2 separate regions of the Mus musculus genome follow, and region 2 is linked to region 1. A link is a contact called in public HiCAR-type data. All regions are on one chromosome and are shown on one strand. The core of a region is the stretch at or near the end of the contact, and the rest is flanking DNA. Distances in the headings are between cores, read along the strand shown. Region 1 holds the start of Gm31183 (a long non-coding RNA gene). Region 2 holds the start of Acp6 (acid phosphatase 6, lysophosphatidic).

Evidence for each region. HiCAR-type assays count read pairs that join an accessible place to other places.
Region 2: a HiCAR-type map of kidney shows a contact between it and region 1, with 2.1 times the contacts expected there. The contact joins the promoter of Acp6 here to the enhancer-like site in region 1. A contact is called at or near these places in 7 of 39 promoter capture datasets (hippocampal neurons, liver, macrophages and 3 more), 6 of 484 Hi-C or Micro-C datasets (B cells, CD8 T cells, the HL-1 cell line and 3 more), 9 of 115 datasets of contacts at active chromatin or transcription factors (embryonic stem cells, epiblast stem cells, intestinal crypt epithelium and 3 more) and 2 of 9 other capture datasets (adipose tissue and liver).

Annotation. Positions count from the first base shown.
Region 1 is chr3:97,101,089-97,107,370 of GRCm38.p6, reverse strand. Gm31183 (a long non-coding RNA gene) reads right to left here and starts at 6,279. Exons shown (of 4, transcript XR_375879.2): 1 at 6,226-6,279; 2 at 5,829-6,091; 3 at 4,974-5,069; 4 at 4,412-4,795. Within about 2 kb of position 3,195, at least 2 of the 459 cell types and tissues checked have an H3K27ac peak or open chromatin away from gene starts, as enhancers often do. A contact at or near this core is called in kidney, where this site is marked.
Region 2 is chr3:97,154,981-97,161,262 of GRCm38.p6, reverse strand. Acp6 (acid phosphatase 6, lysophosphatidic) reads right to left here and starts at 2,486. Exons shown (of 10, transcript NM_019800.4): 1 at 1,898-2,486. The coding sequence starts at 2,095. It overlaps n-TEctc12 (a tRNA gene), which reads right to left and starts at 3,178; the gene lies at 3,107-3,178.

The sequences.
Region 1 (6,282 bases), core at 1,946-4,445:
TTAGCCAGGTAATTACTCCTAGTGTACGTGCATGTAAACATTCTCTGTTGTAAATTTCTTATTTGATTTATGTTTTGAATTTATGTGTAAACTTGTGGTGAACTTTTTACCACATGACCATATATTCTGAAAAGATCTATAGGTGCTGAGGATAAAAGAGAGAGAGGGAAAGAACTTTTAAAGACAGAACTGAACTGAAGAAGAACTTATAAGTAAAGGTATTGGGAGAAAAAGCATGGGAATAAAGGCATGGAGAGTAAGAGCATTACTGTGACACCAGAGAAGGAGGAAAAAGCAAGATTAGAAGAGAGTAGAGAGAATTTTTTAAAGAGAACATTTTGGAGGAGAACTTTTATAGAAACGTCTTGGAGAGCGGAAGAACTTAGAAATAAAGGCTAAAATCACTTTTCAACATGTCCCTTTTCCTGCCTGAGACCTCAACTAGCAGGCTGGGATTTAGAGCTGCAGTTACTCTAGAGATAGAACAAAGGCTACTTTACTTATTCCCAGCTGTTTTAAGTAAAACAGTTACTGGCCTCAAGGAAACTCAGGCAGTTCAGCTACAATAGCAAAGAGACTTAGATTTAAGGTAAATAAACATTTTATTATTATACAGTAACCCTAAATATCTCATAAGAGAGATCTTCCCCCTCCACTGCCAACAAGAAAGAAGAATCTCCAGTGCTGGCTCCCTGGCAAGACACCATGGTCAAGACAACTTATTGATAAAAGCATTTAATTGGGGTTCATTATTCCAGAGGGTAATAGAGTCCATAACCATCATGGTGGAAAGCATGGCAGCAGCAGGCAATCAAGCAGTGCTGGCGCAGTAGCTTATATATTGAGACAGCAACAAGAGGGGGTGGGTGAGTATCAATTGAGACCTCAAAACCCACCCCCAATGACACACCTCTTCCAACAAGGCCACACCTCCTAATCCTTCCCAAACAGCTTTACCAAATGGGAACTAAGCATTAAAATATATGATCCTATGGGGCTATTCTTATTTAAACCATCACTTCTGTGTTATATAAATCTATACATATTAATAACACAAACCTAAAAACTACTTCAAGTATCAAGACCAGAAACCCAGTCCCAGTATAGCACTAGGATCCTGGAATTTCCAAACCATAACAATGAACAGCCACACAGGAAGGATGTGTACTCTCCATCCTCCACCCGGTCTTCCCTCAAGGAATCTGGGAATCTGAGTGATGTCAAACACCTTTGGCCATCATTCATACAGGACTCTGCTCTCTGGAGCCCCCAAGTCCTCTTTCAACACACCTTGCTTCGTGGCTCCTGTAGCTCACCAGCCTTGATGAACTGCTCTGTTTCAGTTTCTATGCCTGATTTGTCTTGTCCGTTGCCCTTTGATTATGAAGAACTGTCCATCTAATATTCATTAGAATCTCAAGGTTCCCTCAAACTTCTGGCACTCTCTGGCTTCTGTTCTTCCTAACTTTCTCTTTCTTCCTTTTTTCTTTTAAAGATTTATTTATTTATCTTATGTAAATGAGTACTCTATTTGCGTGTACCTCTACAAGCCAGAAGAGGGCATCAGATCCCATTACAGATGACTGTGATTCACTGTGTGGTTGCTGGGAATTGAACTCAGGACCTCTGGAAGAGCAGTCAGTGCTCCTAATGCTGAGCCCTCTTCAGCCCTCCTTTTTTTCTTTTTAAGGTACTTATAAAGATATTATTACTCAGGATTAAATTACAAATAGATAAATAGATTTTAAAAAGAAAACTGATGGGGAATAAATGTAAAATTAGGTCCTACAGTATTCCAGCTCTTGGTTACCTTGCTGGGTTCAGTGAAACACAAGAACCCATTGACTACCCAAGTCACAGAGGTCATGTGGTAAAAACAAGCGTAACAACCAAGTCTTCTGAAACCAGAAAAGATTTATATTCTTTGAAACCAAAATCCTTTCTACATCTATTGACCTTCACCCTAGAGCCTACTACATCACTTGTGGAAGGTCAATAGAGACATTTCCCTTGTGGGCAGTTCCTGATGCTGTGCTGCCCTGAAGTTTAGTAGCAGTGAGTTATTCTGGTTTCCTAGTAACCAAAGGACTGCCCTCACAATGACTTCATTGCCTGAGGCCTGGCTGCCAGGTTTCCTGTTGCTGATGGCGGTCAGAGTCCTGTGATTTCAGGTTCAGCCCCTCCTTGATCAATCCTTAGAATTTTATCCTATTCCTCCACTCTCCTCCATTGCCATGGTATGGTTGGAGGGAGTTTCTGGGCCTTCCTAAGCCTTACTGTCCTTAGTTCTAAAAGGGGCTGCACATATGTCATGGTTTCTAGACCTGTTAAATCAGGTGCTGTACTTATGTCACATATGGTTTTTTCATTCTGAAGAAACCATGTCTTTCAATTCTTTCAGGGTGCCCTCTTTCCCAAGAGCAGAGTCTCCTGTGTTGGGCACAACAGGAGCTCTGGATGCTTGGGCAGTAGAGCACAACAAGGTGGCCAATGAACCCTGCAGCCCTTCTGAGGTCCATGTGGCAATCAGCCATGGGTAGCACTGTGTTTCCAAGGACACTATAGAGCATTCTTTAAAGCCTGTTTCTCTGTTAGCTTATTCCAGAGAAACAGGGGGAAAAAAAAGCAAGTAGACCCTAAGAAGTAGAAGGAACACTCTTTTGTTCTCTATTTACTGAACTTTAGTAAATAAGTATTTTAAGAATCCCCCCTCTTCGTTCATTCTCTTAAATTTAACTTGAGACTTTTTCTTTTTGGTAACACTGCTAGTACAGTAAAGATTTCTTTCCTTAAAGAGAAGTTTTGTGTATTGATGAAAGGCAGACACCGAAGGAACCAATCTATCCATCTATCAATTCGTCTATCATTTATCTATCTATCTATCTATCATCTATCTATCATCTATATATTTTTATCTTGATTGTAGAGCAATTATCACAAGAGTCAAACATGCTTTTTGTTTGTTTGGTTGGTTTTTTGCCCCCAACCCATTGCACCCCAGACTTATTAGTCATGGTTTTATGAAAATTCAGCACACTATTTAACTTTACCAGTATGGACCTTAATAAAGTAATGTCTCTCTCTTCAGTTTGAGAAATAAAGAGACAAAAGTGTCCCCAAGGTTGAGAGAGAAGTCAGCCTGTCATTAGGAACTCAAGCATGCCAGCTCAAAGCATAACAGAACACTCAGGGCAGCAGGCACGGGTTCTCTGTGAGTGTGGACTTAATGAGTCTCAGAAAAGCCAGGGCCAGGTAGAGCTAATGATTACTTGTAGGAAGCTGCCCTCACATTTGCCATTACAAGATGGCGCTGACAGCTGTGTTCTAAGTAGTAAACATAATCTGCACACGTGCAGGGGCAGTTTTCCCGCCATGTGTTCTGCCTTTCTCGTGATGACAACTGGGCCAATGGGCTGCAGCCAATCAGGGAGTGACACGTCCTAGGCGGAGGATAATTCTCCTTAAAAGGGACGGGGTTTTGCCATTTTTTCTCTTGCTTTCTTGTTCTTGTTCTTTTTCTTGCTTTCTTGCTCTCTCTTGCTCTTGTTCTTTTTCTTGCTCTTGCTCTCTTGCTCTCTGGCTCCTGAAGATGTAAGCAATAAAGCTTTTGCCGCAGAAGATTCCGGTTTGTTTCGTCTTTCCTGGCCGGTCGCGAATGCGTGTAAGAATTACTCACTTTAATACTCACAGTTAGTAAAGGGGGATACCCTGTAGAGTCCTACCCTGAATCATTTCTCCTGGAGGAAAGGGGCAGGAGAGTGTGCCAGCTGAGCACAGGAACGTTGCTTGGGTGTAAGTAGAGGGGGAATTTTCGGTATCTACTGATGACGGTAGGCTATGTGCCTTGCCTGGTAAGACGGCAGAGGATTCTGCTTGGTTCTAGCCCCTTTACATACCTTCACATTCTCTTCAAAATTTGAGTGAGGTCCACCCAATCCAGATACCTCTCTAAAACAAGGATTTTTTTTTAAACCTTGAACACGTGAAGATGGTAGAATTTGGTTAAGTCAGAATGAGCCCATATTCTGGAATATTCTTACCACATTGCTCACTCATGCATGAATATACACAGAGCCACAGTTGACAAAGATCAACTGACAGTCACCTGCTATGCAGCTCTTTCTTCCAAATTAGTACATTCTCTCCTGAAAGGGTGTGGGGGTGCTCATAAGACTCCATAAAACTTCATAAGGAAACCAAAGAAACTTCCAAGGCTCAGGAAGTTACTGGAACTTATTAGACTCAAGTGTCCCAAAGTTACAGGACTTGCAAGCCCTCTCCCTAAGGTTATAAAAATCCAGTAGCTAATGCCTGCAGAGAAGTCTCTTCCTAGGAAGCTGCCTGCAGGTAGGGCAGGGAGCTTCAGGGATGCAGCCCCCAGGCTGGGGCTGGGCTTTTCAGTGGTGCAGCTGCCTTTGAGTGGCTGCTTCTGTAAGGACATTCCCACCCAGGCTTGTGTAAGTAATGCAAATAAACTCAGGTTCCCTGGACTTGAGTAGAGCATTTCTTTGGTCTGCCATCAGTGTCTTAGCTGGGGTTAATACACCTGCTTTCACATCTCCCCTAGAAAACACGTACCCAGCATCAGGAATCGGGTACAATTCACAATCCTGTTTATTTTGGACTTTAGGACTCTCTTCTATGCATTCTGCCAGTTTCCTTTCTAAACAAGCTGTGTGAGGTGTGTCTTCTTCTGTGGCTTTCTGCCTCTGTCTTCCTTACATACTGATGGTGGCTTCATTTGGCGTTCTTCACTTCCAGCCGTGCATTACAAGCAAACCTTTCCCTTCTTCCACTGAAAAAGGAGAGATTATCAGCAGAGGCTGCCAGGGACCCCACATCTACATGTGGGTCACTGCTACCCATTCCTTTTATCACAGTTGAACCCTCAGCCCTTCTGAAGACCAACTCTTCATTTTATCTTTGACCCACCTCTCCCCCACTTCAATACCGACTTCAGCAACTTCTCCAACCTTCATCTCCACTGTCCCAGAAAAGGTTCGTCAGCTTGCCCACGTGCAGGTGTGTCCCTTCCAAACTGCACACCACTTCTTGGCGTTAGTTGCTTTCTGCGGGTACATTCAGTTTCTCTTACTCGCTGTGACAAAGCCATGGTGTTTTTCTCCACTCCCTTTCTTCCATCAATCCCTGCAGGGCACCCAAACTGAAACTGCCCCTGGAGGGCCATGGAGGACCGTGGTGATTCTTGGAGTGTGCGAGCACACTTCTCCCTTGCAGTTACTACCCACTGCTCCCTCTCCCTCCCTCCCTCCCTCCCCCATCCCCTGCAGTCACCTTTCCCTGCTTTCCACCCTCACTACCCAGCCACACTGCCTCTGCTGTCCATCAGACTTCTCAGTACACCCTTTCCTCAGACCTTAGCCCTAGCCTCAGAATGGCGTACTTGCCCTAGACGTGTGCTTTCTTGGCTCCCAGGACCCCACCCCCACCCCCCATTTTTTCTCTCTCTCAAGACAAGGTTTCTCTGTGAGTTCCAGGCTGTCCTGGAACTCACTCTGTAGACCATCCTGGCCTCACACTCAGAGATGCACGTGACTCTACCTCCTGAGTGCTGGGATTAGAGGAGTGCCCACCACACCTGCCCCACCCCCCAACTCTTTAGTCTCTGCTCAGTGTCTCCTTTGCAAGCAAGACCTGTCCCAACCAGTGCACTTAAAAAGCAGCCACACTCAACTTTGCTGTCACTTCTAGGTCCCCTTTGTCATGCATGAGTTCACTATGGCTGTGTGACAAATTGCCCCCTAATTTAGTTTCTTTACATGACACTTTGTTCCTTCATAGTAAGTATGGTTTAGGGAGTGCTTTACCTAGGGTGGCCCTGGCTTGGGATTTCCTCTCCAGTTGCAGTTGAGTCAGCCGGTGCTGGGTGGGTGCTGACGGCTTGACTGGTGCCCAAGGATCTGCTCACAAGACAGATTATTGGCGTGGCTGTTGTTGGCAAGAGTCCTCCATTCCTCCCTCTGTGGGATTCTCCCTGGAAAGTTGAATATCCATGGAATAGCTATCTTCCCTCCAAGTGAGCAATCTGAAACTGGCAGAAGCTGCAGGTCACATTGGTCACGTGGGCAACCTGTATGGTGTGGTGGGAAAAGAGATTAGATCTTCCAGCGAACATAGTATACTACACCTGGCATCCCATATGATTTCCACATTTAAAATCTGTACTTGCAGGATCCCCGCACTAAACTGCTCAAGGGGAGTGACCTTGATCTGCCTTCCCGAGTGTTCTATCTTTAGTGTCTAGCAAGGTGTCTGGCGTGT
Region 2 (6,282 bases), core at 1,237-3,736, 55 kb before region 1:
ATGGCATTTCCTCACAACCAGAGCTGGCTCCATCCCAGGCTTTTATTCACAGAACTTTATCCAAGAAAACCAGACGTGCTTTCTGCCTAGGGCTGGCGAGAGAACTCGCAGCTAAGCGTGCTTGCTCTGGGGACAGCAGCCAAAGCACCGCCACGAGGAGCAGAACCACCTGTAACTCCAGTCCCAGGAGAGCCAACGGCCTCTTCCAGCTTCTCTGGCCTACACACCCACACACCCCTAAGTCTTTTTTAAATTTAAAGTAGCAGCCTACAGTCTGCCGTGTATGAGTGGGACGTTAAAGCAACGGTCCTGCTCATTCTACAAAGCAAGGCCATGGAACTACATTCTCCACAGTTTGGAGCTACAGGAAGAAAAGCTAACGAAGCTGGGATTATTGGGAGCTTCCACCATAAAGGTGTAAGATTCCCATCACACACCAACTGGTTCACACACGTACACACACACTCCCTGGAAGGATTTAAACCTTTTTTTTTTTTTTTTTTTTCCAATTCAAAGAGGCAGGAGTAATGTAATGAATATCTTCCCAGTAATGAACTGAGTGGGGTTGGTTTTCTTCCCAGTCCCCTCAACAAAGAATGGGGATAATTTGTCAGTGAAGCCAGTCCTATACTGGAATCCACCAGTTCTATACTGGAATCCACCAGTTCTATACTGGAATCCACCAGTTCTATACTGGAATCCACCAGTACAGGCTGGTATTGATAGGTATTTGCACTGTCTATATACACTGGGTCTAGATCCAGACAAACTTTTATTCTCTGCTATTACTGCTAACTTTGTCTAAAACATAAATATATCTCTCTAACACTCTTTAATAAGAATAGAGAGAGAGGAGGGGTGCAAAGAGGTGGGCATGTGTAGACAAAATGATAAGACAACCTGAGAGATCTAATGTTAAAGGCGTAGAGTGGGTTGCAGTGCCAGACAGAAAGTAGTACAGCCATAGGAACAGGCTAACTGGAGACCTGGTAAACAAACACCTGCTAAAAGATATTTATTTATGTGAGAGCTGCCCTGGTTGCTTGGCTTTTTCATGTGTAACCCTCTTTAAAGACCAGATCTTGGGTTGAAACTATAACTCACAGCCCTTCAGGAAAACAGAAATGACCATTAAGAGTATTTGCAACTGAACAAATACAGACTCCATGGGTAAATTCAACCCGGGGTGTTAGGGACTTCTGGTGCCCTTTTCTTGTATACTGTTAGGGGTTATTTTTTAAACAAAAAGCTAATTATTTGTGCTTTAATCATAATTATCCTGACTTATAGCCACAAAATTAGTTAATTAACTTTCCCTCCTTCTTACCACAAATCCTTTCCAGATTTCTAAACCTGACCTTAAAGAACCCCAAGATACAGTCCTTGTCCGCAATAAGACTTCACAAGATCTCAAATGGTCTCTGGCAAGCCCACAAGAAAAATCTGTATTAAGATCTGGTTCCAAAGGTGCCAGCTTGCTCTGTACTGCGGAAGCACTAAAGGTATCTCCTGGTACAATGATCTCTGTTATTAACAACCAGGCACTTACAAGGTCCTTGAACTCAAGTTCAACCACAGAACTACGAAACGTGACCCAACTCCACATCCGCAGAATCAGAATCTGCATTTAAATAAGAACCCCCGCCTGGGACATTCTTATGCATCTTTGAAAAGTTTCACTACACCAAGCAACTGAAAGTTTGGGGGGCAGGGGCTGCCCTAGCCAGGAAGGCTTACACACCACACCGGTGGTTTGGGATGAGCATGGGATGATGACTCCAGGCCACAGCCTGAGGGCCAGTCTACTGTTGTTTCCCTCTGGTCTGGACCCAGCCCGAGCCCCGACGGGGGACGCTAAAGTGTGTCCCCAAGAACCCCTCTGTGGGCCGCCTCTCACCTGCTCCTCCAGCGGGAGAGGCTTGAGCGGACTCCGTGCCCCGTGTCGAAACACCACCTGCACCATTTTCAGCTCCAGTAGGTTGCGGTCCACCGGACGCTGGCCATTAGGAGCCCGCTGCTCGGCCAGGGCCACCCGCCGCTGGTGGAAGCAGTAAGCCAGCGAGGTCAGGACACCCACGGGGACCCACACGCGCATGATGGAGGCTGTGGAAGCTGAGGGCTCCGCAGGCAACGCGGCTCAGCAGCTACTCAGAAGTTCGCGGGAACTGGAGGGCAAGTGCATCCAAGCTCTCAGAACAAGCGACTCTAGCGGGGCGACCCAGCGACAGTCAGGCCGGAGGTGGAGAGAAAGGGGTGGGAGCAGAAAGATTGTCTAGTAGTTTAAGCCTAGCGTCTGCCGGCCGCCCCTACTGCATGCAGGCTCAGTCAGGGCAGTTACTTGGACCTGAAACTTGCACTTCAAACCGTGTGAAGGGGAGGCCGCAAAAGCAGAAGTTCCTCGGACACCCGGGATTCGGGTCCACATTTTATAACCAAGCTCCCCACGCAATCTCCTGACCTCCCACGGACCTGCTCCAATTAAGTCTGCGCACAGGAGCACGGGAAAGTGAGTCCTGAGACTTCGTCCGATCTGGAAACTCAGACCCGTAAAAACTACAACTTCCACAATGCTATGCGCGGCCGAGGTCCCCAGGGAGGGCAGTTCCGTCGGCCCCCCGCCATGCTTAAGGTCCCGCCCCCCCCCCCCACGCCTCCCACGTTCCACTCCCAGTCCCGCCAGTCTTCAATTTAAGGCTGCCAAGAAGCCCCGGGTAATTAAGGGATTTCGTCTGTTTTTTTTTTTTTTTCCCTTGAGGCTTTGCCTGGGGTGAGTAGGGAGGAAATGAGGGTAAGGGGAGGCAGTGTTAGGATTGGTGGGCAAGGGGAGTAGTTTGAATGTGGAAGAATTCCCTGAAGTCCCCAAAGCAAGATTACTAAAGTCAAGACCTGAAACATCTATCAGCTGAGTGCTTCCTATTTGTGAAATTCCCTTTCCCCATTTTGTTTAAGAAAATTGAGCTAGGGATGTAGTTCAGCGGTAGAGCACTCTCGGGGCATGCGCAAAGCATTAGAGCCAGCGGTTTTTTTGTTTTGTTTTTGTTTTTTGTTTTTTCTCGAGTGATTATTAAGTACTTTTTTTAGAAAATTGTGAGAGAAAAAACAGTATTTCCCTGACCGGGAATCGAACCCGGGCCGCGGCGGTGAGAGCGCCGAATCCTAACCACTAGACCACCAGGGAAGTTAGGAGACAGAGGCTTGAGAGGGAAGATAGTAGACCTGGATTGGAGCCACCAAAGAGTGTCAGGAGAGGCCTGGAGGAATGGCGGTAGTGTTGTCAACATCTGAAGGCATTCTCCTAATCTTTTAACTGCGGAACAGTATCGTGGGCTTCAACTTCGAAATGAATTTCAAAGCAAACCAGTAAAAAATAGACTTGAAGTCTGTTTGGAATGGAAAGAAAAGCAACAGGAAAAAAAAAAAAAAAAGAAAAAAAAAAAAGAACATAACACACCTTACATGGCTATGGGCTTCTCACAGAATAGTCTCAGTTTATTAGAAGCCATTTGTAACCGATTTTAGGCAAAAGAGCTATGACAGAGAGATGCTTAGTGAGAGAACAAGACACCTGTGGATGGGTCTGGGCTTCCCATAAGAGATTCACAGCAAAATGTCTTAGCAGTTACCAGATACATTCTTTTAGTGACTCTCAAGATACATCTTGGCCCTGCGTGGTGGTGCAGGCCTTTAATTTCAGCATTCAGGAAGCAGAGGCAGGCATATCTTTGTGAGTTCAAGGCTAACCTGCTCTACAGTTGAGTTCCAGGATATCCAAGGCTACACAGAGAAGCCATGTCTGGGGAAAAAGAGAGAGAGAGAGAGAGAGAGAGAGAAGCACACCCCACCCCACCTCCTTCACATCTGGAAGGGTTGCTACACTTCACCCTGACCCCTTCTGGTTTCTGGTGCAACTAGAGGACAACTTCAGGGAACCTCATCTAGATTAGAGTCTGCTAAGGTAAAACCAGGAGCCCCTGCGGTTTCTAGTGAGAGTCTCAGATTGTGGATTTACAGCCACAAGGGGAGAATGGCCTTCAGTAAAGGAATCCTTGCTTGATGACTAGTGAGAGTGGGGACCCCCTTGTCTTCTTGTGTCCCAATAGTTTTCCTTGCCCTATCCTAGCTCAGACCCACTCCTTCAACTAGGTCTTACCTCTTTAAGAGCCAGTCAAGGTCGTAGGTGAGAGAGAAACTTTGTGATAGAGTCACTGCCTCCCCACAAGAGACCCACTGTGGACACTGCTGCATTTGAGACTGAACCTTCAGTACATGAGTTTTTGGGTAAACACTTAAGATCCAAAATAAAACACAAGACAAACCGAGACCTTCAGGGGCCCTGGGAAATACGACATTGGAACCTGAGTAGTGCCTTGGAACTCCTCCAGCTGGGGAGGGTGGCCCTCAGACAGGTGAGGGAAAGCATAGTACAGTTTCAGTATAAACAGATCCTAGTATTGGAGCAGCTTCAGCCTCTTTGGCTTTCTTAGCACGCTGGAGAGCCTTCAAGGCAATGGAAGGTTGGTATCTGGCTGCCCTACTTCCTGCTGTGGTGGACAAAGCAAGGCTGGTGCACACCCTGCTCCTCTGGCATCGTTGGCAATCACCGGGTGAGCATCATGAGTACCTTTGACCCAAGAGAGCAATAGCAGTGCCATCAGGGAGTGGGGGAGGGGGAGCCACAGCTGGTGAGGCTGGCAAAGGAAAGCACTACCTGTTAGCACCCGGGAGTCCTGACAATATGTACAGTAGTGGTAGTAAGCTGAAAGAGAAAAAAAAAAGTAAGAAGTCTTTAATCCCAGCACTCGGGAGGCAGAGGCAGGCGGATTTCTGAGTTCGAGGCCAGCCTGGTCTACAAAGTGAGCTCCAGGACAGCCAGGGCTATACAGAGAAACCCTGTCTCGAAAAAAAAAAAGAAAAAAAGAGAAAAAAAAAAAAAAAAAGAAGTCTTGAAATCATCCCGAAGTGGTGGCGCACACCTTTAATCCCAGCATTTGATAGGCAGAGGCAGGCGGATTTCTGAGTTCCAGGCCAGTCTGGTCTACAGAGTGAGTTCCAGGACAGCCAGGGCTACACAGAGAAACCCTGTCTTGAAAAAAAAAAAAAAGAAGAAGAAGAAGAAGAAGAAGGAGGAGGAGGAGGAGGAGGAGGAGGAGGAGGAGGAGAAGAAGAAGAAGAAGAAGAAGGAGAAGAAGAAGAAGGAGAAGGAGAAGGAGAAGGAGAAGGAGAAGGAGAAGGAGAAGGAGAAGAAGAAGAAGAAGAAGAAGAAGAAGAAGAAGAAAAGAAGAAGAAGAAGAAGAAGAAGAAGAAGAAGAAGAAGAAGAAGAAGAAGAAGAAGAAGAAGAAGAAGAAGAAGAAGAAGTCTTGAAATCATGCTCTGGGGACAGGCAAGGAGGGGACTCTGAGACAAGCTTATTTTGACCATGGTTTTACTATAAAATAGGGCTAGTTTGAGAAACAAGTAAATTTCCCTCCAGTAAATTTTCATGAGAGTTTCACTTAATATTATTTGAAACTCAGTGTTAGCCATGAGATTAACACATACAAACACAAACACACATACACACACATTCACTGTTTTATTTCCAGTGGTGAGCATGGTGTCTGATTCATTGTGAGTACTTGGTAAGGACCGGTTTAAAAGATGATAGACCATGGCATAGGAGAAGTGGAGAGGTCGGTGACTCTTACGTCACCGTTGCTTCCTACAAGAATCTCCCAAGAAGTTTAATTTTGAGCATGGTATTAATACTAAAACAAATATCAAGGGATGTGAGGATTACTTTCCTTTGACTTTTTTTTTTTACCTTGATGGTCTGGAATCGAGGAACATAATTTGCAATCTAAATATAATGTAAATGTGATGTTTTTCCTCCATGGTGTGAGACACTGTGGATTGAAAGGGAGCAGAAACAGAGCAAAGTCAGATAGCTGTGGCTGCAGTCCAGGTACGGAACCTGGTAAGCCGTTAACAATGGAAATTCAAGGGAGGAGGGAGAGAGGGGAAGGGTCAAGGATAGCCCTGGAGTACGTGGTCAGATGATCTCAGATGATGTCATACACCTTGGAAAGAGGTGAAATCGAGGCTAGCAAGTTAACTTGGATTGTGTGTTTTATGAGGTAGATACGTGTACTTGTGAGGCATCTGTATAGAAATGCCCTCTGTTGGACTGATGACATAGGCTGGAGATCAGAGTAAGAGCAGCCAAGGAGTGTATACGCAGGGTTTTTCAAGGCTCATCACTGCAAGAGTTTGTATGGATACAGTCTTGGTGCAGAAGGATAAGG